Regions from separate parts of the Ovis aries genome. Here region 1 is linked to region 2. A link is a contact called in public Hi-C data. All regions are on one chromosome and are shown on one strand. Each heading gives the region's core, a stretch centred on a gene start, on an enhancer-like site or on the middle of the called end of the contact. The rest is flanking DNA. Distances are from core to core; before and after follow the strand shown.

Evidence for each region. A called contact is a pair of places that touch in the nucleus more often than the background predicts.
Region 1: a contact with region 2 is called in a Hi-C map of liver, with 4 times the contacts expected there. The contact joins two enhancer-like sites. A contact is called at or near these places in 8 of 16 Hi-C or Micro-C datasets (blood, hypothalamus, liver and 2 more).

Annotation. Positions count from the first base shown.
Region 1 is chr3:85,625,919-85,633,055 of ARS-UI_Ramb_v3.0, forward strand. It overlaps the pseudogene LOC132659593. Among named protein-coding and RNA genes, the nearest start is that of HNRNPLL, 69 kb to the left of the region's middle. Within about 2 kb of position 2,528, at least 2 of the 54 cell types and tissues checked have an H3K27ac peak or open chromatin away from gene starts, as enhancers often do. A contact at or near this core is called in liver, where this site is marked.
Region 2 is chr3:85,446,850-85,453,917 of ARS-UI_Ramb_v3.0, forward strand. The region is part of intron 4 of GALM (galactose mutarotase); the gene reads right to left. Among named protein-coding and RNA genes, the nearest start is that of SRSF7, 25 kb to the left of the region's middle. Within about 2 kb of position 5,057, at least 8 of the 54 cell types and tissues checked have an H3K27ac peak or open chromatin away from gene starts, as enhancers often do. A contact at or near this core is called in liver, where this site is marked.

The DNA of each region.
Region 1 (7,137 bases), core at 1,278-3,777, 180 kb after region 2:
CATAACACCAACTTCACAGGGCTGTGAGAACTAAATATAGTCTTTTTGAAAGTGTCTTGTAATATGAATATCAGAAGGTCTCAGACACCTTGATGCTGGCTACTGGCATTATTACACAGAAAATAAGCTAACCCTTTCCAAAGAAGCTCAAAAACATCCCCAAGTGCTGCCTGATCCCGCCTCCCATCGTGTCAGCGTCGTCGGTCAGGCAGTATGTAGTGACATGGCCAGCAGTCGTGCGAATTTCAAACAGTTGAATGAGAACCCTATTATTTGTTTAGTTCCCATCTTCTTGTCTCAAAGGGGTCTTAATGTAAGGAATATTAGGCAGTTCTTGATCTGTAATGTAAGGAATATTGGGCAGGATGTGTGTGTATGTTTATGTCTTAAGTCAATAATTTAAAATGTTGACACAGTTCCAAGATGCCTTGAGGGGAAAGTTTGGCCACAATTTCAGTGTGAAAGTGACACTGACATTGTAAAAAGAACATGCTAGGAGACAGTGCTTCCAGTGGTGCGACCCTGTTCCACCCAGAAATACTGGGTGTATATCCTAAAATCTTCAAGTGTCTGGAAGAGTGGTTTCCTTCTTAAAATGGATCCTATCCTGCTCTGTGTGCAGGAAACTCACTAGGAGACATCTCTTTCCCCAGTGGTGAGAATTCAGCCTGGGGTGGGTCACCATGGATCCCAGAGCTGCCTTTGGATTCGAAAATGTCTCTTGAGAAATGGAAGTACTTTTCCAGCAAAGAAACTGCTACTGATTCAACATTCAGTTCCAGCTTCTATGTCAGATGCTGATGTGGAAAAGATTCTTGTGTTGTGGGAAATCTCGGGACTGATGACTATAACAGATTGCACAGAGACAATATTAAGTAACGCTGAACTTTAAAAAATACTGTGTAATAGTCAAGTATTCACAGATGAAATGATATGAGATGAGATTTGGGATTTGCAACTGACTGGGGGTAGAGGATGTGGGGTACAGATGAAACAGAACTAGCCATGTGTTGATAATTACTGAAAGCAGGTGATAGGTCCTCGGGGGTTCATTATACTATTTTCTCTACTGTTGTAAACGTTTGAAGATTTTCATATAAAAAGTTAACAAAAAACCCCAAAGGTATGACTTGTTTGAATGAAAGAGCTTTTTTTAAAACAAATAATTCATAGAAGTTGCATACTAAAATATAAAATATAACTAACATTGATGAAAGTGAAAGAGGAGAGTGAAAAAGTTGGCTTAAAGCTCAACATTCAGAAAACTAAGATCATGGCATCTGGTCCCATCACTTCATGGGAAATAGATGGGGAAACAGTGGAAACAGTGTCAGACTTTATTTTGGGGGGGCTCCAAAATCAGTGCAGATGGTGATTGCAGCCATGAAATTAAAAGACGCGTACTCCTTGGAAGGCAAAGTTATGACCAACCTAGATAGCATATTGAAAAGCAGAGACATTACTTCGTCAACAAAGGTCCGTCTAGTCAAGGCTATGGTTTTTCCAGTGGTCATGTATGGATGCGAGAGTTGGACTGTGAAGAAAGCTGAGCGCTGAAGAATTGATGCTTCTGAACTGTGGTGTTGAAGACTCTTGAGAGTCCCTTGGACTGCAAGGAGATCCAACCAGTTCATTCTAAAGGAGATCAGTCCTGGGTGTTCTTTGGAAGGAATGATGCTAAAGCTGAAACTCCAGTACTTTTGCCACCTCATTCGAAGAGTTGACTCATTGGAAAAGACTCTGATGCTGGAAGGTATTGGGGGCAGGAGGAGAAAGGGACGACAAAGGATGAGATGGCTGGATGGCATCACTGATGCGATGGACATGAGTTGGAGTGAACTCTGGGAGTTGGTGATGGACAGGGAGGCCTGGCGTGCTGCAGTTCATGGGGTTGCAAAGAGTCGGACACGACTGAGCGACTGAACATTATTGGTGCTTATTCTGTGCTTGGCATATAACTTTATATTATGTACATATATTAATATAATGTGTTTTATGTAATGTATAGATATTCATATGTATTTAATATCATATAATTTAACACACGTCTAGGCAGTGTATCAATTCATTTAATTCTTGTCAACAATCCTATGAGGTAAGCTCAATGTAAACTAGTAGGTGATATGCAGGTTAAATACCATACGCAAGGTTGTTAACCAGATTTGAACGCTAACTCCATCACCCACGCCCCCTTTTTCTCTGTTTATGTTTAAATTTATTTATTTTAATTGGAGAATGATTACAATATTGTAATGGCTTTTGCCATACATCGATACGAATTGGCCACAGGCACACACGTGTCCCCTCTTTCTTAAACAGCACCTCTGCTGTTGCCTGTGTTCAGGCTGTGCTGTGCGTTGGCGCCAACTTCCTTTATCAGTTTCTTTCTTTTTTTTTTTTTTTTAATTGATTTGGGAGGAGTGGGTGGTTGGAAAATTTTTTTACAAGACTGTTCAGCAACTTTGCTGAAGCATTCTGTCCTCCTTGGCCCCAGGCGCGGGGTTGGGACCGAGATCCGGGTGCATTCAGGGGTTGGGGGAAGGTTGGCTCAGAAGGCCGGTTACCCCGGATCCCCGCCCGGTCCCGGGACGCGCACCTGGAGCGGCGCGCTGGCTGCCTAGTGGCGCCATCTGGTGGCCAGAAGCCCCACAGCGGCGCCTCCACGGGGCGGGCTTGAAGCGGAGGAGGTCCAAGACCTCTAAACCCACGCGCGTGGGCCGGTCTTTAACTCTCGTCTGAACCGCGCGGGCCTCGGGAGGGCAATCTCGTCTCCGGCCACGGACACTGAGGGAGCACTCTGCTCCTTCCAGGCCGCCTTCCCAGCTCGAGGCAGGCTTCCCTTAAGAATGTGCTCCACCTTCGAAAAGAGAATTCATTTAAGAGGGGGTGGTTTTGCCTAAGGACTCTTGAAATGAGCCCTTAAACATTTCCTAGTACTTAAAATTCATGTATTTATCCATGTAGACACATGCAAATTTCTTTATCACCTCACCTCTTTCCAGAAAGGGATATTTAAGCTGGAATTATGACATATAATTGTCTCCCCTCACCACAGTCATCTTAGTCTTGTGAAGAGCAAGTATGATGACCCCTCAGAGCCCTGACCTATGATGGAGTCAGCATCTGGCGGCGGTCTTGAGGACCTCCTGCACGGATTCTGAGACCCCTTGACTGGCAGATCGGCCCTTCCCCCTGGCGCCGGAGGAAAATGACACAACTGGAGAGGCAGAACAGTGCTTTGGGGCCCTGGCAGAGGGCACAGTGCTCCAGACGGTGCAGCCCCCATCAGGGCAGGGGTCTGGGTACCAATTCTCCCTCTCCCATTAGCCTGCCTGTACAGGGTGAATTCTCAGGACTTCACTGGCTTCCTGAACCCGAAGGCAACCCTCTGGGGCACATGCTCCCGTTCCTATGGTCGACACTGCCGTGGGGCTAGGCACATCCTGAAGGAAGCTCCTTCCTGTGCCCTCTTCAGCTCACAGGTCACAGGCCATGTGCTGTTCCCCACCTCCTACTATGTGAAGCAGGTCCTGGCTGCCACAGAGGTGGGGGGTACCCCCCAAAGGTGGCCCCTCACCGAGACCTGCTAGAGATACTTCAGTGACTGCAGAAGTCTATGGCGCCTTTCCTGGCCCAAGACTGTACTGGCCATCTACTTTACCTCGTGAACACTGTGTTACTGTGCTTAAGGGCACCGCTCTCCATGAAAAGGCAGGTTCCTAACTGAAGGGTGAGGTCATTTATTATGTCACTCCATTAAAGCCGAGGAATAGTTCTCAAATCTGATCCTGCTGTCTGAGCAGAGAATATTCTGGTGGGCTGCAGAGCCAGTGATCTCACTTTGCCTATAGAGGGAGGATGTCAAGATTGCCAATGAGGGGCCTCTTGTGGGGCAGGGCTGGAGGATGGTGTAGAAATGAGAGACCCAAGGGAGATTCGTGAAGACTTGTTTCAGACCCTTTGGGCAAGAATATAGGTCTCTCAGATACTGAGTGAATTGGGTTAGAACCTGTGAACTCTGCGGACAAATTAGCTATGTTGGAGGCAACTTCCATACTGGCAGTGCCACTTGTTCTTAGCAGAGTGGAGAGAAAACCACCAGACGAGGGAAGGCGTGGCTCTGCTCTTAGCCTAGAGCTGGGACAGAAGGCTGTAGCCCCAGGTACCAGTGCAGGGTTGACCTGGTACCTGAAGCGAGAGCACCCAGAGCTTAGTGATGGAGTCAGGGGTCCTTAGATAACCAGCCTTTCCTCTTTGCCTTCTTCTGATGCTAAACCTTGCAAGACCTAAGCTTAGTTTTTATTTAGGAAAACATTTTTCCCTGTAACCGGTGGCTTTGATATGAGCCAATAGAGAAGCTGGTTGAAAAGGTAAATACCAGGTTTGTTTGCATTAATAGCAGCACAGCATCTGGGCCAAGGGATGTAATGACCTCACTGTAGCGTGCTTATTCTTTCTTGGTTGCCAGCTGTTACTCTGCTGGAAGGAGATGGAGAGCCCTTGGGACTGGGTGAGCTTCAAGCACTCTTTTTCCCTCAAACTAAGTGAAAAACCTCTTTGGGCCCCTTACCTGAACTTTTTTACTTGGTTGATGAGTAGGCCTGGCAGAGGGACCGCAGCATTGCTCTTGGTCTAGAGTAGAGCTCTAGGTCATCTCTCCCTATCTCCTCTACCTGGGTTCACCTTGGTCCTGCTGGCCAGGGCAGGTTCCATCCCCACACAGGGGGCAAGTCCTGGTCCTTTTGACTAGAGGCATGTGCTTCTGTGGGATGGAGATCCTAAAGAGGAGAGTGGAAGAGGTCAGCAGAATGCCCAACTCGGTACCCTCAACCAGGTTCCAGATGCTTTCTTTCCAGACTAAGGGGGCCTTGACTGTCCCCTTGTGGCTAACATGTGGCACAACTCTGGTCAAAGCATCTATCTAAAAAGATGCGTGGTCCATTAGTATACAGCTAGCTAAAAGGTCATCCTAGATGACAGGCCTGGGAACCAAGAAACAGTTGCTGTAACTAAGGATGTTTAGGTTTAGGATAAAGAAGATATGCAAAGACCAGTCTCTCTTTTAAATATTTAGAATGTTCTTGGAAGAGATTTTTTTTTTTTTTCCTGTGTAGGCTTTGAGGGCAAAATTGGGACCAAGAATTAAATTACCAGGAAATGGAATTTTTGTTTGTTTGTTTCAATGGTAAAACTAGCCCCCACGGAGATATTCCAGGAGATGCTTCTGACCACGTGGTGTCGCTCTGGGAAGGAACATCCTTCTGGAAAGTCATCCAATCCTCCCATCCCTTGTCTCAGGTTTTTGGAACAGTCCTGTTTTCAATATTCTCCCTGTGATGTGACTATAAGCCATCACATGTCCCGGAAACTCCATAATCCTTTGAAAGCCTCTTGATTTTGGAAACAGAATAAAGATGTTTGGTCAAATATATTCTGACTTATGGTTCTTAAAATATGGGCAAGATTTTAGGGTTTTATCCAACTCTGAAGGTCTGTAACCCCACATTTACCAGACAAGATTAAGTAATCACTCGATTATCTAATGACACAGCGGCAGAAGAGGGGCTAGAACCAAGGATCTGACTTCTCTCTGGATGTTAATTGAGACTTTTACAAACATGGCTCAAGAGAAGTCAGCTCTCCTAAATGAGATGCAAGAACCATCTCTTGGTTTGGAGCAAGCTCTGCCTGCTCCATCCTGCAGGTCTTTACTCATCCCCCTTCTTCCCTCTTAACACATCTCCATAATGATGGCTTTCACCTGTTAGCTCGCATGTGCCTGGCACAGTATGAGACGAGACAGAGTTCACTTCTGGACTGAACTGTGTTTCTGCAGGTGAGCTCTCCCCTGTAATATATCCATCTACCCTTGGCAAGGACAAGCCCTGGTATAACCCAGTGTCCCTACATTAGCAGTATATTTGGAGAGTCTGCTATTGGCTTAGAGGCTGTAAGTCCTTGAGGGTAAGGAACATGGAATCATTACTCTGAATCTTCAGGCAGCTAATAAAGTATTACACCCTGTGGGCATTTGATAGCTATTTGCTATTTGCTTCTCTTCTCCCACATGAAATCTTAAGATTCCACCACTTGGGAACTCAGTTCTACCGGGCCACTCCTCTTCCAAGCTCAGCTTTGGGAAATAAGGAGTGTGTCTTCCCACATACGGCTCTTTTCAACTTAATGTGTTCATTTGAGCACCTAGAAACCATGGTGACAGGTGCCACAGAAATAGAAAGAGCAGGGAGGTGGAACACAGAAAGGGAGGGCCCGAAACACCAGAGGGCTGGAAGCAGTGCTTTCGGGACACCAGTGTGTATTTTGAGCCAGCGGGATTATTTATCATGTCTTTGTGCACAGCCTCTGCCTTGGGAACGTAGATGCTGTAGCTTCCTTACGCACTTACATTCTCTGGGTCTCCAGAGGAGGAGAGACGCTGCATTCAGTGTTAAAGGTACACGGCACCATCACTACATCCTGCCTGCATCACTTGTCACTTTTCAGTGCACATTCACGCACATTACTTCCCTCGTTTGATGCTAACTGCGGGCAGATATTAATAGTATTCACTCCTATTTTTCTGATGAATTTGAGGCTCAGACTAACTCGTCTAACATCACATGGCAGGTGAGGGGTTAGGGCTAACCTCCAGCTCTGTTTCCTTGAGCGGGCCTGCCTCTGCTAAGATCGGGCTGTACAGTGATGGGAATTCAAAGCAGGCAGGACAGATGACCAGTGCATTTTGGCCTGTGTCATTCAGGTTAGAAGGAGCTGGGTACAGTGAATCATGGAGAGACAGCTGGCACTTCTGTATGAAGCCCACAGAAAGCTGCGATTGGCTGCAGGAGAAATTTTGCTCATTTTATGCCCTGAGACAAAGAAAAAGGTAAACCATAAGTGGATCCTGTTTTCAAGGCCGATGCTTCTTCACCAGCATGAGAAAACTTAAGTGCTTCCAACTTGATCTGCCTGTGTTAACCCTCTGGTCCTGAGAAAGACCACACAGCTGTCTCTGTCCCTCCTCAAAGCAGACTGAGCCAAAGGCAACAGGAAATAGTCCTGGGCATAGTGGCTGGGCATGTTCCAGCCTCATATCCAGGACCCTGCTTTGTGCATGTCTGATGTAGTTGAACGGTG
Region 2 (7,068 bases), core at 3,807-6,306:
ACCCCAGGAACAGATAATAGTAGAGGTCTTTGCCATCTTACCCTAGAAGTATGACTCAGCAGTGAGAAGCCCCTGGTCCTAGGCTCTTTCCCCAAATACAAGGAATCCTAGGTTCCTCTGCAGCAGGCCCACCAATCTGGCCAATCTTGAGAGGGAAAGCGGAAAGGGATAGAGCCTCACACACGATACAGTTTAGTCCTTTTAAAAGTGTTGTATTGTCCCAGAACTTTATATTTTAGAGGCAAGTACAGACATTAGATCTTTAACATATTCTTTTAGGATGTGAGTCATTTTTCCTTTCATGTGGTCAGATGGAGATGTTTTAGGAACTTGGTTTCATCTGTTTTTTGAGAAACAGTGGAGCTAGAATCTTAGAGGCTAAGAAAAATTAGGAACTTGTATCTTACCATTCAAAAAAAATTAAATAGGTAAAAAGAGAACTGACTTTTAGCCATTTAAAGCATTTGGTTCTGTTTCTGTGAGTTCCTAAATACTATGTAACAGGGATGTCCTGCCTTTGGGTGAAAAGAGGGTATTCTTTTTTTAACTCAGAGCTTCTGCTCAGAAGTGTATTCTTCCTGGTGAATGAGGAATGGGGTCTTTGAGTTCACACAGAGCTGCAAGGGGGCCTGGAGTCCAAAGCACCTGAGAGAGACAGGGAGGCCTGGCCAAGACCATTCCAGAGTCTCGTGTCCATGTTCAACCAAGAGAATCTTTCTCTTACCAGAGTCAGCTTTAGGAAGAGTTAAGTAGTATTCTTGAAAACATCCTTTAAAAGCATTTATTTCCTTTGTCTTGGTTCTACTTTTCCAAAAAAAAAATTCTTGAGTAGGTAATATTTACACATGTAATCAGTTTAAAAGATGGCAAACGTGAAAGGTACAAAGTAATGCTCTGTAGTGTAAAGAAGTTCTCTCTTTTCGTTCCCCACAGACCCAGCTTCTTTCAACAGAAGCAACCACTGCCACTTGTTTCTCACGCAACTTCCAGAGATGTTACGAGAATACCCAAGCATCTAGGTGCATATCCACAAAACACAGCCTGTTTCCACCTTGACCTTTTCACTCAATTTATCTCGGAGATTGTTGCTAAATGTATGCCCGTATTTCATTGGACAACTCCACTGCACTCGTATTTTTCTCCATTTTTCTCTGATAATCTATTTAAAATTTCTTTTGGGGCTCACAATTGAAAATTTATATATTTTCCTAGAAAATTATCCATTTCATCTATATTACTCTCATGTTTATTTGCAGAGAGTTGAGAAAAGAAATAATTTATGATCCTTTCAGTTCCATCTGTCTGTGGTTATTTGCTTCTGCTCATATGTAATTCTGTGGACTGAATAGGTTATCTACTGTTATATTTATTTTATTGGGTTATTTTCCCCCTCAGTGAAGTGGCCCTTGGATTTAGGCACTACCTTTTCTGATTCTTTTCAAAATTATAGTTTCTTTTATTTTTGTTAATTTTTCTTTTGTTCTCTTGGATTTATTTTTTAATTCTTTTTCAAATATCTTGTATTAGATGCCTAACTCATTTAATTTCACAAGTTGTAATTAACATATAAGTAGTGCTAAAATTTTCTGAGTATTACTTTAATTATAGCACATGTAGGCAGTTTCATTACCAATAATTATAATATTATACTATTTATTTACTATATAGTCCTATATATTATGTATACATTTCCATTATACATAATTATTTTTCTGATATCCCTAATTCTGGGGTTTGGCTTCCTTTAAAAAAAGTTTTTTGGTTTTTTTTTTTTAACTTCCTTTTGTTTTTTTTTTTTGGCCATACCACTCAGCATGTGGGATCTTAGTTACCTAACCAGGGATCTAACCCGCAGCTCTTGAATTGGAAGGGTGGAGTCCTCTAACCACTGGGCCAAGAGTGAAGTCCCTTGACTTCTCTTTTGATCCAAGAATTATTAAGAGTTCAAACATTTCTAAGTCAATATTGGCTGCATTGTATTTTGTGAAAGTGCTAGAGGTTTTCTTCATGGTCTTAGATACAGCCATTTTGGGGTGAACTTTCATCGTGAACTGCACCCTTTATCATTTCCAAGTGTCTTCCTTTGTGTAACCGAAGGCTTTCTGTCCTGAAATCAGTCTTTTCTGATATTCAGATTGAGACCCTCTGCTCCTTGGGCTTTCACTCGCTTGGTTTGCTTTCGAGTGCTCATATTTTTAACCTTTCAAACCAAGTTAATCACTTGGTTTGTACATGGCATTCTGTTGGGGTTTTTTGTGTGAGACTGTTTAATAGCGGCTTATTAAGATGACATGGACTTCCCGGATGGCACTGGTGGTAGAGAACCTGTCTGACAATGCAGGAGACGTAAGAGACATAAGCGACTTGGATTGGACATAAGATCCCCTGGAGGAGGGCATGGCAACTCACTCCAATATCCTTGCCTGGAGAATTCTGTGGACTGAGGAGCCTGGTAGGGCTACAGTCCATAGAGTCACAAAGAGTTGGACATGACTGAAGCAACTTAGCACGCATGCATTAAGAAGACATACGTATATTCTAAGTGTTCTTTGTCACTGTGTTTATGAACTCTAGTTGCTTTAAAAAAAAAAAAAAACTTTTACAATATGGTCTGTGTTTGTGAGATTAAAAGATGCTTACTCCTTGGAAGAAAAGTTATGAGCAACCTAGATAGCATATTCAAAAGCAGAGACATTACTTTGCCATCTAAGGTCCGTCTAGTCAAGGCTATGGTTTTTCCAGTGGTCATGTATGGATGTGAGAGTTGGACTGTGAAGAAGGCTGAGCGCTGAAGAATTGATGCTTTTGAACTGTGGTGTTGGAGAAGACTCTTGAGAGTCCCTTGGACTGCAAGGAGATCCAACCAGTCCATTCTGAAGGAGATCAACCCTGGGATTTCTTTGGAAGGAATGATGCTAAAGCTGAAACTCCAGTACTTTGGCCACCTCATGCGAAGAGTTGACTCATTGGAAAAGACTGATGCTGGGAGGGACTGGGGGCAGGAGAAGAAGGGGGCGACTGAGGATGAGATGGCTGGATGGCATCACTGACTCGATGGATACGAATCTGAGTGAACTCCGGGAGTTGGTGATGGACAGGGAGGCCTGGCGTGCTGCAATTCATGGGGTCGCAAAGAGTCGGACACGACTGAGCGACTGAACTGAACTGAACTGAATAATTTAGAAACTTTTATTTTTGTTTTAGTGGTTACATCTATATACAAGAAACTTCAATATAATATACTCAAATCTCTGTTTCTTAGAATCTTCTGAACTCCTTCCTCCCCTTTTCTCTGCTTCCTGAGTCGGGTTTCTGACACTTTCTAATGTAAATCTAATAATGGCACTTCTTTTCCCAGTAGATGGTGCTAGAGATACAATGTAAAGAGCTTACTTTACAAATATCCACACTGAGTTCAGTCAAGTCCTCTAAACCCTGAGCAGTTCTAAGGGCTGAACTTATCGGATCTCTAATGTCAAATCCTGGGTGGTAGTGACCCCAACGGGGTGTAACTACTGTCCTCTGAAGTCTGGGTGACCAACCACCTCCTGTACCAATTTTAAAAAAGACAACCGTTAGAATGGGGAAAAGCAGCTGTTTTCATGGGTTCAACAAGATTTCAATCTTACCAACACATATTCCAAGTGATCATTTATGTTTTGCTTTCTTTCCTAACTTTAAATGGTGCTCACAATATTTAGTGCTTTCTTAAAGCCATATTTGACTCAAAATCTAACCCTTTTAAGATAGTCCTAATGTGATTGCCTGAGTCAGTCAAGATTATTTACTGTTCTTGAGTTTAAAGAAAAAAGAAAGTCATGGAATTTTCATGAAGGAAGCACCCCAGGTCACCTTTCATGTCTATTAACCTGATATTGTGCTGTCTACAAATCAGCGTTCACTTTAGCTTTTCTCTCTGTAAAACAAAGCTGCTGTTATTTGTTGCCCTCCACGTTACATGGAAATATTTGATAAATGATATCCCTGAACATTTTCAGGAAGATGGCATAAATAAATGGGCCAAATTTCAGGAAATACATACATATATATAACACAAGCAGAGCATAGAGGGGGTAAGAAATCAAGAACAGCAGAGAAGTCCTGACTCAAAAATTAGACAATGGGGATAATCCTAAAGTGAGATTTTTGCTAAATGGGAAGAAAAAGAGAAGGTTCCAATAGAATCTTTCGCAGCGTTATGCCCTGACACACTCCCTCATGTGCTTAGTGGTAAGGCATATGAAAACTTTAGTATTTGTCTCCCAGATTCGCTATGTCTTTGGACTCTGTCTTATAACTGGAATGAGCTTTCTGGCCCCCCACACCATTCTGGCAAAGTCCTCTAGGGTATTTAAGCATGCTTGCTCTCCAATGCTGTTTCCTCTGTGAGGGCGTATATCATCCACAGCTAGAAATGACCCGCTTTTTCACTTTGTTCATCCTCCTTTGAACATACTTTCCCCCAAACATTCATCACATTACGGCATAACTCTAGGATTATACCAAGCTATATATCTATAGGGAATGTGAGCCCCTAAAGAGCAGGGACTGTATGTGTCCTACTGATTTTTGTGTCTTCTGAGCATTAAGCAGAGCCTTTACTTGATTGAAAACCTGATGAATGGATCAAGTAAACAGACAAAAACACAGGGGCAACTGTGAATGTTGTAGCATCCTGTGACAAAGTCAGAATGAAAGGTTTAGAAAGAGCCTTAGGAATTACCTCATCTAGTCCCCTCGCTTTGCAGATGAGGTTGGGACCCAGACAGCTAAAGGGACTTGCCCGAGGTGACGCGTCTCCATTGTGTCAGAGTCTCCAGGCCCCCTACACAGGCACTTTTCACCTCCCCTTGGATGGACTTGGCTGCAGCACCCCCCACCCTTAACCCTAAATACTCTTGCTTTTTCTAAGAATTTGGAAAATGAATGTGCAGTTCTTTCAATTTGTGTTTATCCGCATATGTGAGTTCCTGCTCTGGTGCTAAGAGTAGAAGGAGATGTCAAAATAGCTCTCTCAGCAACGCTGAGTGTACAGAAAATGAAGCGGAAATGAAAAGGGTGCCTTCAGAGAGGATGTCACATCACCAGACTTCGGTTTTGAAGCCACCAGAAGGCTATGGTGTCAGCAGAGAGAAGCTGTTTTCTTTTTCTTTGGGCCACACTCCAAAGGCATATGGGATCTTAGTGCCCCAACCAGGGATTGAACCTGCATCCCCTGCATTTGAAGCATGAAATCTTAACCACTGGACCACCAGGAAAGTCCCCAAGAAGCTGTTTTCTGATGAGGATTTCTTACTATCCTGAATAAGGTTGGATGTGTGCTAAGGTCTGAGCAGCAATGCCTGGCAGCTGCTGGGCCCTGACCCAAAGATATGGCATTATAGCTCTGGGACAGGGGAGTGGCCTGAGGCAGTACTTCTGTTTCCCCATTTCAGGGAAAGTCTGATTGCAAGCCCAACTAAGGACCCACTTGAGGTTGCTGTCATGAATTCTGAGTGAGACAATAGCTTTATGGTGGCAGCTACAGAGAGTATGGAGGGGTAGGACTAGTCAGGGCTGGGCTTTGTTAGGAGGACACAAGTGCACAAAGAGAGGGGATGGGCATTGAGAGCATAGGAAAAAGGCTGACCCTAATAATGGACTTTTGATCTCAGTAGGGAAGGAGGTGAGGAACAGTGAAAGGGTGGTAGGATCAAGTGACTACAGGCTCTTGTAGCACTGAAGAATTATTGAAGCTGAAACAGACATCTCACATTATGATAATAGAAGGCAGCGATAAGAGGTAGTGACAAAGTCGGGGATATGACTCACAGACCATAGGAGTGAGTAGCTGCAAAGCTTGGAGGACAAGATCATTGCAAGAGGATGTCAAGAAGCTGAAAGGTCATGGTATCATCAATACGGATAATAAAATAATTAAGAATTATGACAAGAGTGTTGTTGGAGTGACAGTGAGCCAGGAATAAGGTCGAGTCTATAGAGCAGCTCAACAAAGAGAGCTCATGGGGGTGTCACTGTAGCAGCTACAGCTGCCTCATTCTTGCAAGAGAATGTGGACCTGAGCAGTGGAAACAGGACTCTCTAACATTCCAGATCTCTGTCACAAGGCCTGAAATCTTCCTCTATCTGCATTCCTGATAGAGCTATAATTGCCTGCTCTCTGGAAGTAAAGGAAAAAGTCACCCTTTATGAAACTCATCTGTCTTGATTCATACCTCTTCTCTCAAATGAGGGATTCTTATAGGAACTTGGCCTTTTCCCCATGACTGCTTGTGGCATACTGCATTTTTCAAAGATGGCCACTCCAGGACAGAGCCATCCCACAGGCTCTACTTACAATGTGATGCTGACACTCCTTCATCGAGAGGTGGAGTCTTGTTTCCTCCCTTAAGCCTGGATGGACCTTTGTAACTGCCTTAACCAATAGAACGTGGCACAAGTGATGCTGTGTGATTTCTGAGGCCAGGTTACAAATACAGAGTGGCTTTGGCTTGGTCCTCTCTGCCTCAGAACATCTGCTCTTGAGCCTGGCTGCCAAGTTTTAAGGAAACTCAAGTTGCATCAAAAAGCCATGTCAAAAGGGGTATTTTGGCTGACAACCTCCAACCAACAGTCAGCATCAACTGCCAGACAGGCCAGTGAATGAGCTTTCTGATGATCCCCATCCTGACTCTCATTTTCCAACAGAGGTCCTAGACATCAATATGCAGAGACAAGATATGCCCTGTCTAAATTCCTGACCACAGTAGAGATAATAAAGTGTTATATAGCAATAGATAACTAGTATACTGCCTCGGGATGTTTTCACCTCTTGGCACTTGACAAGTCCTGACAGGAGGTGAATTTATCCCTCCCTGCTATTTTTACATAGTCAGAAGTCCCTTTAGATGATTCTGCCTTAAGAACACTAACCCTTGCAGTTACTTTTGGATAGGGAAGAAACAAATATAAATTTGTTAGCTCACTCTTTTCTGAGTATCTTTTATGTACCAGGCATTAATCTGACCTCAGGGGGTCTTCCCTGGTGGTCCAGTGGTTAAGAATCTACCTTGTAACGTGTGGGTTCGA